Regions from separate parts of the Mus musculus genome. Here region 2 is linked to region 1. A link is a contact called in public Hi-C data. All regions are on one chromosome and are shown on one strand. The core of a region is the stretch at or near the end of the contact, and the rest is flanking DNA. Distances in the headings are between cores, read along the strand shown. Region 1 overlaps Prkd1 (protein kinase D1). Region 2 has its middle 32 kb from the start of Gm34745.

Region 1 (6,975 bases), core at 1,852-4,351:
GTACAACTGTAAAGTGAGGCAAGCAAAACTCAAAACAAGCAAAGATACACATATCATGGTAACCAGGCCCCAGGGGTACCAGTGTGAAAGGCTGACCTTGTATCAGGATGTCCTACTTTATAAAACTCAGAAAAAAACTACAGAAAAAACTCAGGGAGGGACCGGAACCTGTTTGTCTTCTGTCCCTGCAAGTGGCACACAAATGAATCTTTTTTGAAGATCCTTGAAAACTAAACGAACTAAACTGTTACATTTGCCAGAATGGAGATGAAGGAACCTGAGTACAGAGTAGGGGAGAAAACAATGACAGCATTATTAGTTATATTACTATTAAGCTGCCTAAATGCTTTTCTTTTTCAATACTTAAAAATGCTGACTCATATTTCTCACATTATGAACATGTATAATCTTTCATAATTTATTCAAACGTACATGAAACAGCGGTCAGGAGAAAACACAGCAGTGAGAAAGATCAGAACATCCTTCTACACCTCTCTGTACATCTGTGAAACGGAACTGGCTCATGCTACATGTTTGGAAAACCGTAAGCACCTATCAGTAACTTCTTTCACAGAAATATAGCTTTGCATGCATGCACCTTTTCATGTGTGCATGGCCATAAATCATGTGAAGATAATATAGCTCATTTTCCTGCTATCTCACTAAGATATAGGTAACTGGCTCCTAAACATGTTTTTGAACACTTTTGTGAGACTTTCATTTTTTTAAAAAAAAATTAAGATGCAGAAGTATAGAGGAAAGATAATAGTATTTCTATTCTTCAACACAAGGGCCCATAGTGTCTGTTCAGATGTTTCTAATTTGGACTTCCATCCATAGCACATAGAGTGCCGGTCCTCCGCACAAGTACTATTCTTTCCATTTGGGCCAGTCTGATAGTGTAGAAGACCATGCTCAAAACAGATCAAGAGGGCAAGCCAAGCATCAGCTTGGAAGGCACAGCCAGGGCCCTTGCTCTAAGGTGGAACCCACATGCTGATGCTGCATTTGGGAAGGGGGTGTTCTCCAGCTGCAGCATAGTTGCACCACATCCTCTGTGGCTCTTCCACGTGAAGTGGGGAGCTAATTAGACCTTCCTTTGTAGCTCACTCACTACACAGCCCGGTTGTTAAACTTGTGTGTCACAGCGTCCTAATTTGTAAGATGGGAACAATTCCAGCCCCACACACTGATGTTTATAAGATCAGGGGGAAAAAACAGAAAATAGGCAGGTAGCGACTAGGTGCTTATTTTGTTTTGTTTTCCTAGATACGGTTAAAGATTAAAGTGACTTTGGTTTTTTTTTTTTTTTTTAAGACAAACTTTCTTGGCATAAACTGGCATCTCCTCTGTGTTCTTACAATTTTTGAAAATTCAAATAGCTCTTTCTAATATAACAGCAAAATTCAGCTACAAAGCAAAGTAGGACTGTACCCAAAAGTCCATTATGCCACACAAAAAAAAAAAAAGAAAAAAACACCAAAACAAACAACAAACAAACAAAAAAGCTTGCTTATAAATGAGGACAGTAGAATGTAAGCTTGCTTATAAATGAGGACAGTAGAATGTATAAGGTTTAATATAAATAGATTCTATAGTACTTAAAATTCGTGCTACAAAAGTTTGATTTAGAAGGTATTTCATATAAAGCTAGAAAGCCAATTTTTTCCTTTCTAAAATAAATTACATGGAAAAACAAAACATATGTTGGCCATTTATAGTGTATCATTACAGTCTAAGATAAAACATTTTCAAATATGGGGTATGTGACAATTTCCCTCAAACAGTTTGGTAAGCTAATAATTTAGAAAAAGATAAATCTGAAATAGTAATGCCATTTTAGTCATAGAGCAGCATGTCCTATTCTGCAGTATTTTCTTCAAAAGTAATACTTTTATACTACAGCACTTCTGAAAGTACATAGAGAAATACTATGTGTAGTGGCTATTCCTGGTTGTCAACTTGACAATATTTGGAATGAACTACAATTCGGAATTGGAAGGCTCACCAGTGACCCTTATCTGGAGGCTTGGAGATCCTTATCTGGATCTTGGTTTGAAGATCTTGAGCCATAGTGGCTATGGATTCCAGAAGATTGAATCTCCGAGTTAAGGAACACACCTTTAATCTGGGCTATGCCTTTCATCTGGGATTAAAGGTGTGGTGGAACACACCTTTAATCTGGGCTACACCTTTTGCTGGAGACAATATAAGGACATTGGAAGAAGGGAGTCTAGCTCTAGCTCTTGCTCTTGCTCCTTCGCCTGCTTGCTGCGTGAGACTGAGTAACTGCTAGATCCTTGGACTTCCATTCACAGCTGTGACTGAACGATTGTTGGGAATTGAGCTGCCGACTGTAAGTCATCAATAAATTCCTTTATTATCTAGAGACTATCCATAAGTTCTGTGACTCTAGAGAACCCTGACTAATACACTATGTATGTGTGTATATATATATATATATGCATACACATATAATTTTAAATTAAAACAAATTGGTATAATCTAAAACTACAAATTGTTTCTTAATTTTACAAATTGCAAAATACTTCTTATTACTTCTGCAGTCAGAAATACATACAGATTTTCAATGTTGAAATTTACAATGTTACATTTATATGTAAATTTGCACATGTAAGCAAAAGAACTTGTATACTACTGACAGTGTCCATTAAATATAATAACACTGGAAGCATGCATTAGCAAAGAGGCTAGCACCTACTTTTTAAAAGGACTAAAGGCACGTGAGCTGTGTGCTGACGATGAAGTCTGAGGAAAAATCTACATGCCCCTTCAAGGACAGCATGACTTTTTCACACCAACACATTTATTTATGTGTGCTTTTGTCAACAAATATTACAAAATAGTTAATAAATAAACACATGCTGTTCAAGCATCAGAGTTCCTGATGGACAGACATGTAGCATCTATGTTCAGCCACCTCATGTGGCTATTAGTTTCCTAGAAGACCACACCGTCACTGGTCCAGCCCTGCCTTATTCACACAAGCAGATTACCAGCACTTATCAGAACAGAAGCACTGTTTACGATGCTCTTGTTGGTTTTGCTTTTAACTGAGCTGGCTGGGAACTTGACAAAATTGGCTTCCATCCCATCCAAATGATCTCACCATGATAGAAGCTGCCGAAACCTCCCTTTGATAACAGTACAGACATTGTTAAAATTCTCTTATAAATACGAAGGAGTTTCAAAGAAACAATAGTAAAGACTATATATTATCTGGATGCTGTTTTGAGCACAGGAGAAAAAAGAATCTGGCGATGCTGACCGTCATCCAGGAGGCTGAGTCACGATGTCTGATCAGGAAAGTGTTCCGAAGCTTAATTGATTAAGACAATTGAAATGTTCAAAGTGTAAAGTCATGTTTATGGTGCAGGGATGAAAACGTCTGCCAAGTCAGCACCTGCTAGTTTAAGTTCGCCTCACAGCTCACTAAGTACCAGTGAAGTGCACGTCCACAGAACACAGCTGAAAGCAAATATATACACTGTTTAAATACATTCATAAAAGGATAAATACTTCACAAATTTAATCACACCTTAATTGATGAATCAATTTTCTAGTTAAATGGAAAATGGACTACTGTTTTTCTCAAATAATTATCTCAGTTAAAAATGTTTAAGAATTATAGCTAGATGATAGACAGACTGACAGACGGACAGACAGACAAACAGACAGACAGATGTTTAAAATATACATTTCAATACATGTACCTAAATTCAAGTCTCGATTCTGACTGTTTCTAGGCAATCCTCTGTATGCTCAATTTTCAGACTTATAAACTAAGAGAAAAAGTAGGTATATACCTCTTAAATTCTTTTGCAAATTAAATGTATTAAATATCTAGGTAGGAACTTTAGAATGCTATTTGCTAAGTTAATATCTGATGTTAGCTATATTAAGAATAATAATCAATATAATTGACTATAATTAATACTAACTGCTACTGTTATTTTGAGCTATCAGAAGTAATTGCTGATGATGATAAGCCAATGGTCCCCTCAGGAGCTTATATGCTGAATTCAAATGGCATGGCTCCGATGAATTCTCACCCAAGGATCCAATGGGAGATTAACAAAGCCTAAAAGCTCTCTGCTATTATTTCTAGTTAAAGAGATGGTAAAATAAGGGTTGCTCACTTCTGACAACTCCATGTGTAAGATCATTCACCGAAAATACTCACACTTAGGATTTCAGTTACAAATTAGTTTAAAGAAAAAGCTAACAAATCGACAAAAAGCAACCACAGAGTCACTCTTCTAAGTTCCTTAACTGAACTCTGGATCTGCCAGGTGACTGATGGTGCTCCCTAAATGATTACTGAGGTGTGCAGTGCTGAACAGGAAGTGAGACCAACAACACTCACAATAAAAGAACACACTCTTTGGGGGGGGGGAAAAGACAAACTCTCTCTGGGAAGAAACGTAAGAAGACTATACTAGACAGTCAAGTGTGGCTTAACATGGCCTTGGTTCTGAGTATTCATCAAGTTTTCCTCCAAGGACTCTGATCTTGTGTGTGTGTGTGTGTGTGTGTGTGTGTGTGTGTGTGTGTGTACTATATATATTGTACTTGGATAAATAGATAGACAGACAGACAGACATGCTATACATATCCATACACATACTACAAATTTTTTTTAAAAATGAAAAACGGGATAAGCATTTTTTTATCAAAAGATGTACTACTTAAGAACCATCTCTGTCTGACTTAGTACAACCACAGGTTCCCTTCTGAAGAATTCACAGTGAGATAACACTTCTTTTTTTTTTTTTTTAACATTTTTTACTTCTTAAAATACTATTGCCAGGAAAGAGAAGTGAACATCTTGGACTGAGGAAAAGCAAGTGAGTTCTAGAATAATCTGGAAGTAGGGCTGCAACCAAGCTTTCCTCTGCCCATGAGGCCTTCTTGAGCAACAATACAGCCCTGCTAAAGCGTTAAGGGCTAGACACGCCCTCCCAAGGAGACCTCTAGAGGATGCTTTCCCTTCAAGTTGGCAGCATGCAGCTGTGCACCCCAGCACAGTGTTTGCACTTGAGAGACACCAGTCTTCATCAAGAACTGCATATTATATTAACAAGCAACAGGATTCCAGAGACTAAGAAACCATATCCACCTAGCAGCATGGGTGATAACTCTGGAGAAGGTCAGCCCCTGTGGACTTAAGAATGCCCAAGAGGCTTCCAGCTGTGTGACAAAGTAAACCAGGGACAGGAAGACAGCAAAGCATAAAATCTAAAGCATGTGAGGTGAAAATCTGTGCTGTCAAGAGCTAAAGTCAATGAAAACAAAGAACTAGAAAAATCGTCAAAGTATCTTAGACCTGTGACACACACATCCAGACAGAAAGGAATTCATGTCCGTCTATAGCATGCATCATCCTCAATATCATCAGAAAGGCTTGAAAGTATAGACTTAAATAAATGTTAAATAATTGATTTTAAATAATCTTGAAATAATTTTATTAAATAAAATGATTTTTAAATAATTATTAAACTTACCAAGTATGTAAAAATATATATTAAAGTAACTAAAGTTTAAGAATTGATAGGAAAAGTTAACTATTTTTAGACTAATCCAACTGACCCAACCAAAGCTGCCAACTTTTTGCCTATTGAGTATGTAAAACGCTCCTCCGTGGCGACCACTCTTCCATGTCTTCCTACAGCCCACTGAAAGTCTCAGATTCACAGGTGACTGACTAGGAAACAAATCCCAATAAGCAGGCATGTAAAACATTGCTTGTCTTTCTTATTATTTGAGGTTTTTTATCCAAAACAAATCCTTTCCTCTATAAACCGGACTCTCCTGCCCCTATACTTCATGTGTAAGGTTTTTTCACTGTTTAAAATTAGGCTGAGATTTGACACCTAAGTGTCTTTATAGTATCTTAACTAGGGCTCCACTAACAACCATAAAGGATTACTGGTGCAAAGACTCATTCAATTCAACAAATATTTATTCAGGCCCTTCCATAAACTGCTCCAAAAGGAACACCTTGTACTCCTGGCTTTAAACTCAGGGACAGTTAAAGGCAAACATTGCAATTCCTCAAAAGAGACTAACACCCTAGAGTTTGTTGTTTATTACCTGCAGAAATAGACCACCATTTCCCCCAATGCCTCTCATCTCCCTAAACCACTATCAAAGCTCTTCACTAAATAGTTCTTGAAACAATAACCAGGGATCCAAGGTAGAAATGAGAACTTCTCAGCCTCAATATATCAAATTTCAATTTACAGATGTGCACACTGACCATACACAGTTCTGGTTCCAGAGGCATATTTAGAAAGCAATGTGGGAAATAACTCTACTGCCTTTTGAAACAAGCATCTAAGCTCGCAAAGACTCTTCGTCTTCCATAGTCAATCACTCCTAATGAATGAGTGGAACCATTCAATAGAGACCATGAACCTCTGACTATAAATCAAAGTTTTCGAAATCAAAACACTTCAGCCTCTCAAAGATACCCAAGCTCTACTTAATAAGTCAAGTAATTGTTCCCAAGCAAAAAACAAAAACAAACAAAAAAAAAAAACAAAAAAAAATGAACATGTCAAAGACAACATTTATACTTATACCTCTGAAAACCTAAGAATAAGAAAAAAAATATTATGGTGAAATGGGTATGAATAAAATTGAATGAACCCATATTTTAAGCAATTATTGTTCTAGAATGTCTGAAACATTTGTATGTATGCTTGGCAAACTGTTAAAATAATCAATGGGAATTATTATAGAAAGTGAATCAGGTCTGTACTCATTTAAAAATCGAAGAGTGAAATACTGCATTTTTAACGTTTGTTATTATTATTAGTATCAGGACCTCTGAAACTTGTGACATCACATAGGCAGGACCCACAGACCTGTAGTCAAGGAAACAGCCACCACATTCCCAGAATCCACTTAGCTTACCTCCCACCTTTACCTGTGTTACATCATCACCCATGT
Region 2 (6,975 bases), core at 1,346-3,845, 560 kb after region 1:
CTAACAGACTCTTCTCCTCATCGTCCCTGGCTTGTATTGGAACCAGATGGTAAAACCAAGACGGGAACACGCTTTGGTGTCCAGAAGGAGGCCGGTCTGGCCAAAGCACTGTCACTCCTGTCAGCAGCCAGAGTCAAAAGCATTTTTTGTAGTTAATCATCAGGAGTGCCTACTGGCTCCAGCAGCCACTCACGCAGTGTTTGTCAGCATGAAGGCTCCATCCACACCACAGATGACGCCATGTCGGCGAGAAATGTGTTTCAATATCCTTCAGCAGTGAGCTGAGCAAATTTTCATGGCTGACACCCAAAGCAACATGCAATTTAGTGCTGGACTTCTTTTTGACCAAATTCTGTGAATGCCGATGCCTCTCATTTCGAGAAACCAACCTCTCACTACAACTCTTCCCTGGAACATTCATTAAAACACAGGATGCAAAAGATTGCAGCAAATTAGCAAAATGTCTTTAAAGTAATTGAGACACACACACACAGGCACACTCTCACACAAACTCACACATGTACACATACACTCACACACACTCTCTCTCACACACATACACACACATATACACTCTCTCACACACTCTCACACAGCACATTTTCTCATGTACACACACACACACACACACACACACACACACACACACACACTTTAATTTCAAAATATGTAAAGCTAGTCTTAGACTCTGCAATTTCATGGATGAGAGCCTACCAGTAGAACTCTTGTCTACTTCAGTGGCAGCAATCAGCTGCATCAGTGAGAGGGTGAATATGAAAATAACAGAGGAAATGCACTGTGCTTTGGAGCTAAACTAGAGGCGTTTGGTGGACATATGAAAGGAAGACACCGAATAATAACAGTACAAAGTGTGTCACAGGGTGAGCTTATCAGGCCTTATACGTAGCTGATGGAGGCTATTCATTTCTTAAGTACTAGAGAGAAGCAAATCTGAGCATCTGAAGAGACACGTCCAAAAATGGCTCCTCCACTTTACAGTTGAGGATTGTCACCATATCAGAGCAGCTCGGATGAATATTTCATACGAAAGGTTTAAGTAAAGAAATTTTCAGGAGACACCTAGGACAGAAAAACCAAATTGCAATTCCATATTACAATATTGCAAGAAGATCTGACCTCTCTGTGTGGTACAATGGCACATGAGTAGCAAATGAAACAGGGCTCGGAGCACAATCCACACAAGTGTCAAGTTGTACCTGATAAACGAGTACAGAACCTGGAGCCCCATCGTGATGAGGCTATTCTGTTTTTCATGATACTTATTTTCCTAGTGCTTAAAATTCATAGTTTCTGCACAAAATAAAGTAAAGATGGCATTTGTTATACTAACCTCACTAGAGTCAGACTAGTGGAAGTTAAAAATCCCCGGTGACGTGTAGACTTATTTGCTTTGGGTTGGTAGCATCTGAAATATAATGATCGGTACCACGATCTCTTTTAAAAATGTCTCATAAACTGAGATGTGTGGGCTGCTGGGTTGGTTTAGTTTCCTCCTTATTGTTAATGGTAGCTTTTTTCCCTGTAAATAAACTTAGTTAGACTTAATGATCCTTATTGCCTTTTAATTTCGTGCAGAGAATATGTCATAATAAATAAAAGTGATATAGAATGCTTATAATTAGACAATAGTCAAAAATCCTCAATACTGTGGATAAGACTTAACATGTGCGATTTATAATGGGTAACAATTGAAAACCTCTAGAAAACAACCAGGCCGGTTCAGTTATATTTTTGCTTAAAAGGCTATTGTGTGTTGGCCCCTTTTCCCATGGTGAAGCTTAAGGTGGATAACATGCCATGATTTCAACACTGAACTCCACAGTAGAGAGAAGTAGCAGGAGGGAATGCACAGACTTCTTTCCCAAAACCCACTGCCTAACTTAAACGCCTTTTGATTGGCTTCTCATTTTCGTTCTCAACAAAAATGATTGGAAACAAGCTGCCTTAAACCCTTCACTTTAGCTGTTAACAGAGCCAATCAGAAAAAAAGACCGGTTTTGAACCTACCCAGTAAATAGGTTCAAACGTTTAAAGACATGGCTCTCAGTTGCCCTTTGCTAAAGAGATGCCTTCTTCAGTTCCTCGAGAAGAGGTTATTGGTTTTGCTTCCTGAAGCACCAAATGAATTTTAAACTGCTTTGTAATAATTAACATGTTCCAGAAAGAATCCCAGTGCTATGTTTTGATTCATTATCCCAAGAGCTACAGATGCTGTGGCGGAAGCTGCGTTCAGCTCAAGGAAAACACTTCTCAGGAAGGAGTTTTGGGGTGCTGGCCTCTGTTTTTGCTATATATTATGTAAAAAAAAGTGCTTGGAATCAACTGGAAATAATCCTACATTTAAACAAGACTCTCGTGTCAATTTTCCCCTCCCAATCATATTAAGAAGTCAGTAAAATATGAATTACATAAAACCAAGGGATTCATGTAGCCCTCACCTGTTACATAAGAAGCAGAACATTATGTAATGTGCCTTTTCTTACTAATTCTTCAAATTCTGAATGCTTTGTGTGACACCAAAGAACACTGAATAATGGTGTTTAAATATTTTTAACTGTTTGAATATGCACAGGGCATCTACACTAATATTGCAAGTAGTTTGGTGACATCTAGTGGCAATAAATGGTGACTTGCAGCCAGAAATGTTCAGATACCACAGCAAAGGAGGCTGCTGGAACCATGAGAATATAGGCAAGCAAAGAAGAGATTTCTTGCCTTCTTGAAAAATTACTTCACACTTATGGCAACTACTATAAAAATGTTGATTGTATAATGCAGAATCTTCATAAAGCATTTAGAATGAACACACATGCACACACACACACATACGAAAACTGTAACACTTCCACCTACAAGAAACGACCATTCATATTAAACATTTTCTCTTCCTCACTTTGTATGTTTTGATGATCTTTCCCACTAAGTATGGAAATTCCCAGTATATAACCTTATAGCCTGGTTTGTAACCATACAGCTGTTTTTGCATGCCGCTTGTGTAACAATGAGAGCTCTGAGAGGACTTGCACTTCACGGCTGGATGCCATACATCGACACGTCCATGGCTTCTGTGTGACAACCCAGGACGGAGCAAGAGCACAGTTGCAGAGAGGGTCTTTCACTGCAGCAGTTTTTAAAGTACTACGTTGTTCAGACACATGACAAATGTGTGCTTTGCATTTATTGCTGTGTTAGTGGAGCCTAAAGACATGAGAAATGATGGGCCTAGACCTTACCACAGACTCAAGCATTCTAAGAAGGAAGAAGGAAGTGTATTTTAAATCACAGAGCTATGAGCAGTGTAAAGCATCTTACACTGGGTGTAGTTAGAATTTCTAGTAAAAGGAGGAGCAGTCGATCCTTAAATGAGAGATAACAGCTGGGTGGGAGTTGAGAGTAAGCAAGAACCAAAGGTACGCTGGGCATGGTGGTGCACACCTTTAATCCCAGCACCCGGAAGGCAGAGGCAGGCGGATTTCTGAGTTCGAGGCCAGCCTGGTCTACAAAGTGAGTTCCAAGACAGCCAGGGCTACACAGAGAAACCCTGTCTCGAAACAGACAAAAAAAAAAAAAAAAAACCACGAAGGTACTTTGCTAGAAGCAAGCCTGAGCAAAGTCAAGAATGGACTGGCATGATGTGGGCTGGTATCCCCCAGGGAAAGCCACAGCAATGGCCCATGTGACTGGAAGAGGAACAGAAGTAGATGGTGGAGGCTTACCAGCATAGTTAGAATATGCACTGAACATTCCTTTTTAAGGACTGCAACGTGATTACGTTAGCATCCTATAAAGTCGTGCTGAGGAAGTATAGCGCACAAATAACAGAGACCAGCTAGTGGGCTGCCACAGCATTCAAAGAATGAGGATGAGGCCCGAACCCCTAAATACTAAAGTTAGACAGAAAGCCGGAGATCCACAAGCTAAGAGAAGACAGACTAAAAGACTCAAATGTGCTGGTCAGCAGAAAGGGCGTGCCAAGGGGCATGTGGGCCTAGGCTGACTATGACTAGAGGGAAATCAGACAATGATTAACTTTGGAGAAATGTATATGAATTTTAAACTGCACACTGACAATGTGGTTCAATGTTAACCCAGCTTTAGTGCTCTTATTAACATATAAATGTGTGTGTGTATGTGTGTGTGTGTGTGTGTGTGTGTGTGTGTGTGTGTGTGTGTATACATGCATACATATATGGTCAAGTTATTAGGGACTTTCTTTAGCAGATGGGTCAAAATTAGTACATCTTCACCACCCCAATGCCAAAGAATGCTGGTACTGTGGGTAGGATGGTTAACATCTCTAATTGGCCCCTGTACAATACCAGGACTTAGGGGGTAAAAGGAGTGCTCAAAGGGTTAGAGACATAATCAAAGAGACTCAAAGGAAAACTAATTTTAGCTGTCACTGAGGTTTGTCTGTATCGTGTCATTAAGAAGACTAAATGACCTGCTGAACTGTGATACTGAGAATGCATTGCTACTGTGGAGAACGGCAAGATGATAGACTCAAGCTGTCTGATGACTCTGTGCCTGTGCCTACATACATACAAAGTGCAGGGGAGAGCTTAGAGGGGCCTGGATCCCCTGAGCAGTGATCCTATGTGCTGTCAGCATCAGCATGCACCGCCCTTGGCATGTGCTACAGCTGCCACTGACAGCGAGCTCAGCTAGGGATGACTGCTTTACAGACATTATTATCTCATTGGAATTCTCCCGAAAAGTCTCTGAGTTTGACCCTTTGATGCTTATGCAAGTTTACATCATTTACCCAGAGCCACTCAACCCATCGGCAGAGAAGCTTAGATTCAAACCGTGCTCTCCAACTCTAAACCTCTTTCTCTCACCATGGCCCTCCCTCACTTTGGCTCTGTTCATTTTTTTTTAACATACCAGGTTCTGTTTTGTTGTTGTTTAATACTTTGCAATGAACCGTGCATGCCTCTAGCTAAGTTATTAATATCAACATAGCTTTTTCTTCATTCTTCAGGCTTGTGGTTCCACAATTGACTTTGTAGTATCTCTTGTTTTGCTTCAGAGCAGATAGAGCTGGTATGTGAGAGACAGGTGGCAGCCAGTTGCTATGGCAATTGCCTGTCATTAATGATAAAGGGTAATTACTGCAGCAAATTTCTGTTTAGCTTGAAAATCTGACTTGCCCCCTCCCCACAGGGGGCACAACCCTTTATCCCCTCTCTACTCACAATGGTCTATCATGTGCCTGGACCACTTAGCATCTCTGCTAAGAGCTAGTGAAGCCTGACTTCTTAAAAACAGAAGAAAGACTAGATGAGTCACGTCTGAAAACAGCTCAGAAAGATTCACATTTCCCACATTTATTGACTGTCTAAACGTGCTTTCCCTTAATTAAAATTTGCCAAAAATACTACAACCCCACACCTTACCCATCCATAGACCAAGTTCAATGATTTTTTGAATGACAACAAGGCTTAATTACTAGACGGTCACAATATAAGAACAAATGACGTTTTCTAACTGACTTACAGAGCTATATTTAATGTTATATCATATATTTAGTGTTATAAGTTTTCCCCAACTCAGCTAGCAGCCCTTCACATTTAGTGTGCCAGAGGCACTGTGAGTGGAGGCTTTCTGTAGGAGTTCAAAATGGGAAAATTTTACCCATGTTAGGTTAGAGACTATGATAAATAAATATTGTCAGAAAATAAATGGCAAAATGAAAACCCAGAAACTGCAAAACAGAATAAAATTAAACACCTGTGTTGTTCCTCGTCTCCTTCCACCCCTGGCATCCAAATATGTCTCCTTCAGCTTCTTCTCAACCATAGTTCATAATCACTTTGCATGCCAGTGAGGAATCCCCAGGCCCTGTTCTCACAAACAAGTAATGGCAGTCCTATTACATAATTATCTTTTTCTTTTTCAAGTCCTCTCTTACATTTGATATCCAAGATATGGAGAAATGGGTGAGATTTGAATCAGAGATAATGTACTGTTCTAAGAACATAGAGTGTGTGCTTTTCCTGGAGACCAGTGTGTCAACACATCTAAAATTCTATTCCCTGAGCTGGGCTTGCTAATCAAGGCTGTGTGTTGCTCTAAGTTTTTGCACGTGGCCATGGAGTACTAAAATGGAGGACATTTAAGAGACTTGGGGTTGTGTAACAAATGTGGGAAGGGGAAAGATATGGTTGTATGGTTCACACCCAGAGCCTGGAGTGTAAAGAGAACGCTTGTCACCTAGGAGCAAGGAAGCATTCGATTTTTTATCAAGGCGGGATAATGCTTTTTCGTCTTGAGAATCTTAAAGCAACAAAGAAAATGAGGGAGTGTGTGCAGAAAGTTGTAGCCAACTCTCTCTTGAGTTTCTGTTCTATGGGCTGGCATATTAGGAGCAAGAAGTCTGAAGAAGAGAGAAAATTGGAAAGAGAATGAATGGGGAAAGAAATGACAAGGACTTCGAGGTCTACAGACACAGCATTGCTACTGGATGTCACTAGACTCAAAAGTCAATGAGCTAGTCTCTTTTGCGGAGGGAAGCTCTGCCTGTTTTAGTCCCTGGTACATTTCAAGCCTCTGCAAGTGTGTTTGGAACATGGTAAACTTTAAGTCAATATTTGCTCAACATGTGAGTCACATCATTTTAAAGTTTTCTGCCACCTTAATACAAAATCTCATCGTCTTTGTTTAAATGTCTATAACCATAAAGGCTACCTGGGCCATAAATTACCACATAGATGGTAGCTGTACCAGTCAGGGCAAGCAAGACCAAACAAAACCAGATGAAATTTTAATATACAGCCATGGATTCCTTGCTTGTTTTAAAACTTGGCTGCAAATTCACTTCTGCAACTTGCTATTAACTAACATGGAGGGGAAAGATAGATCTTATTTGTAGGCTTGCTTTTAATAGGGGTAATGGATTCAAAAGATTTAAGAAAAAGAAAAAGCTGGTGGAAAGATAAGAGTGCAGATCAG

What was found. Hi-C and Micro-C count contacts between places; a contact is called where the count stands out from the background.
Region 2: a contact with region 1 is called in a Hi-C map of forebrain, with 5 times the contacts expected there. The contact joins two enhancer-like sites. A contact is called at or near these places in 4 of 484 Hi-C or Micro-C datasets (the HPC-7 cell line, cortical neurons and forebrain).

The regions. Positions count from the first base shown.
Region 1 is chr12:50,621,305-50,628,279 of GRCm38.p6, forward strand. All of the region lies in intron 1 of Prkd1 (protein kinase D1), which reads right to left. Among named protein-coding and RNA genes, the nearest start is that of Prkd1, 24 kb to the right of the region's middle. Within about 2 kb of position 3,102, at least 10 of the 459 cell types and tissues checked have an H3K27ac peak or open chromatin away from gene starts, as enhancers often do. A contact at or near this core is called in forebrain, where this site is marked.
Region 2 is chr12:51,185,801-51,192,775 of GRCm38.p6, forward strand. No RefSeq gene overlaps it. Among named protein-coding and RNA genes, the nearest start is that of Gm34745, 32 kb to the left of the region's middle. Within about 2 kb of position 2,596, at least 15 of the 459 cell types and tissues checked have an H3K27ac peak or open chromatin away from gene starts, as enhancers often do. A contact at or near this core is called in forebrain, where this site is marked.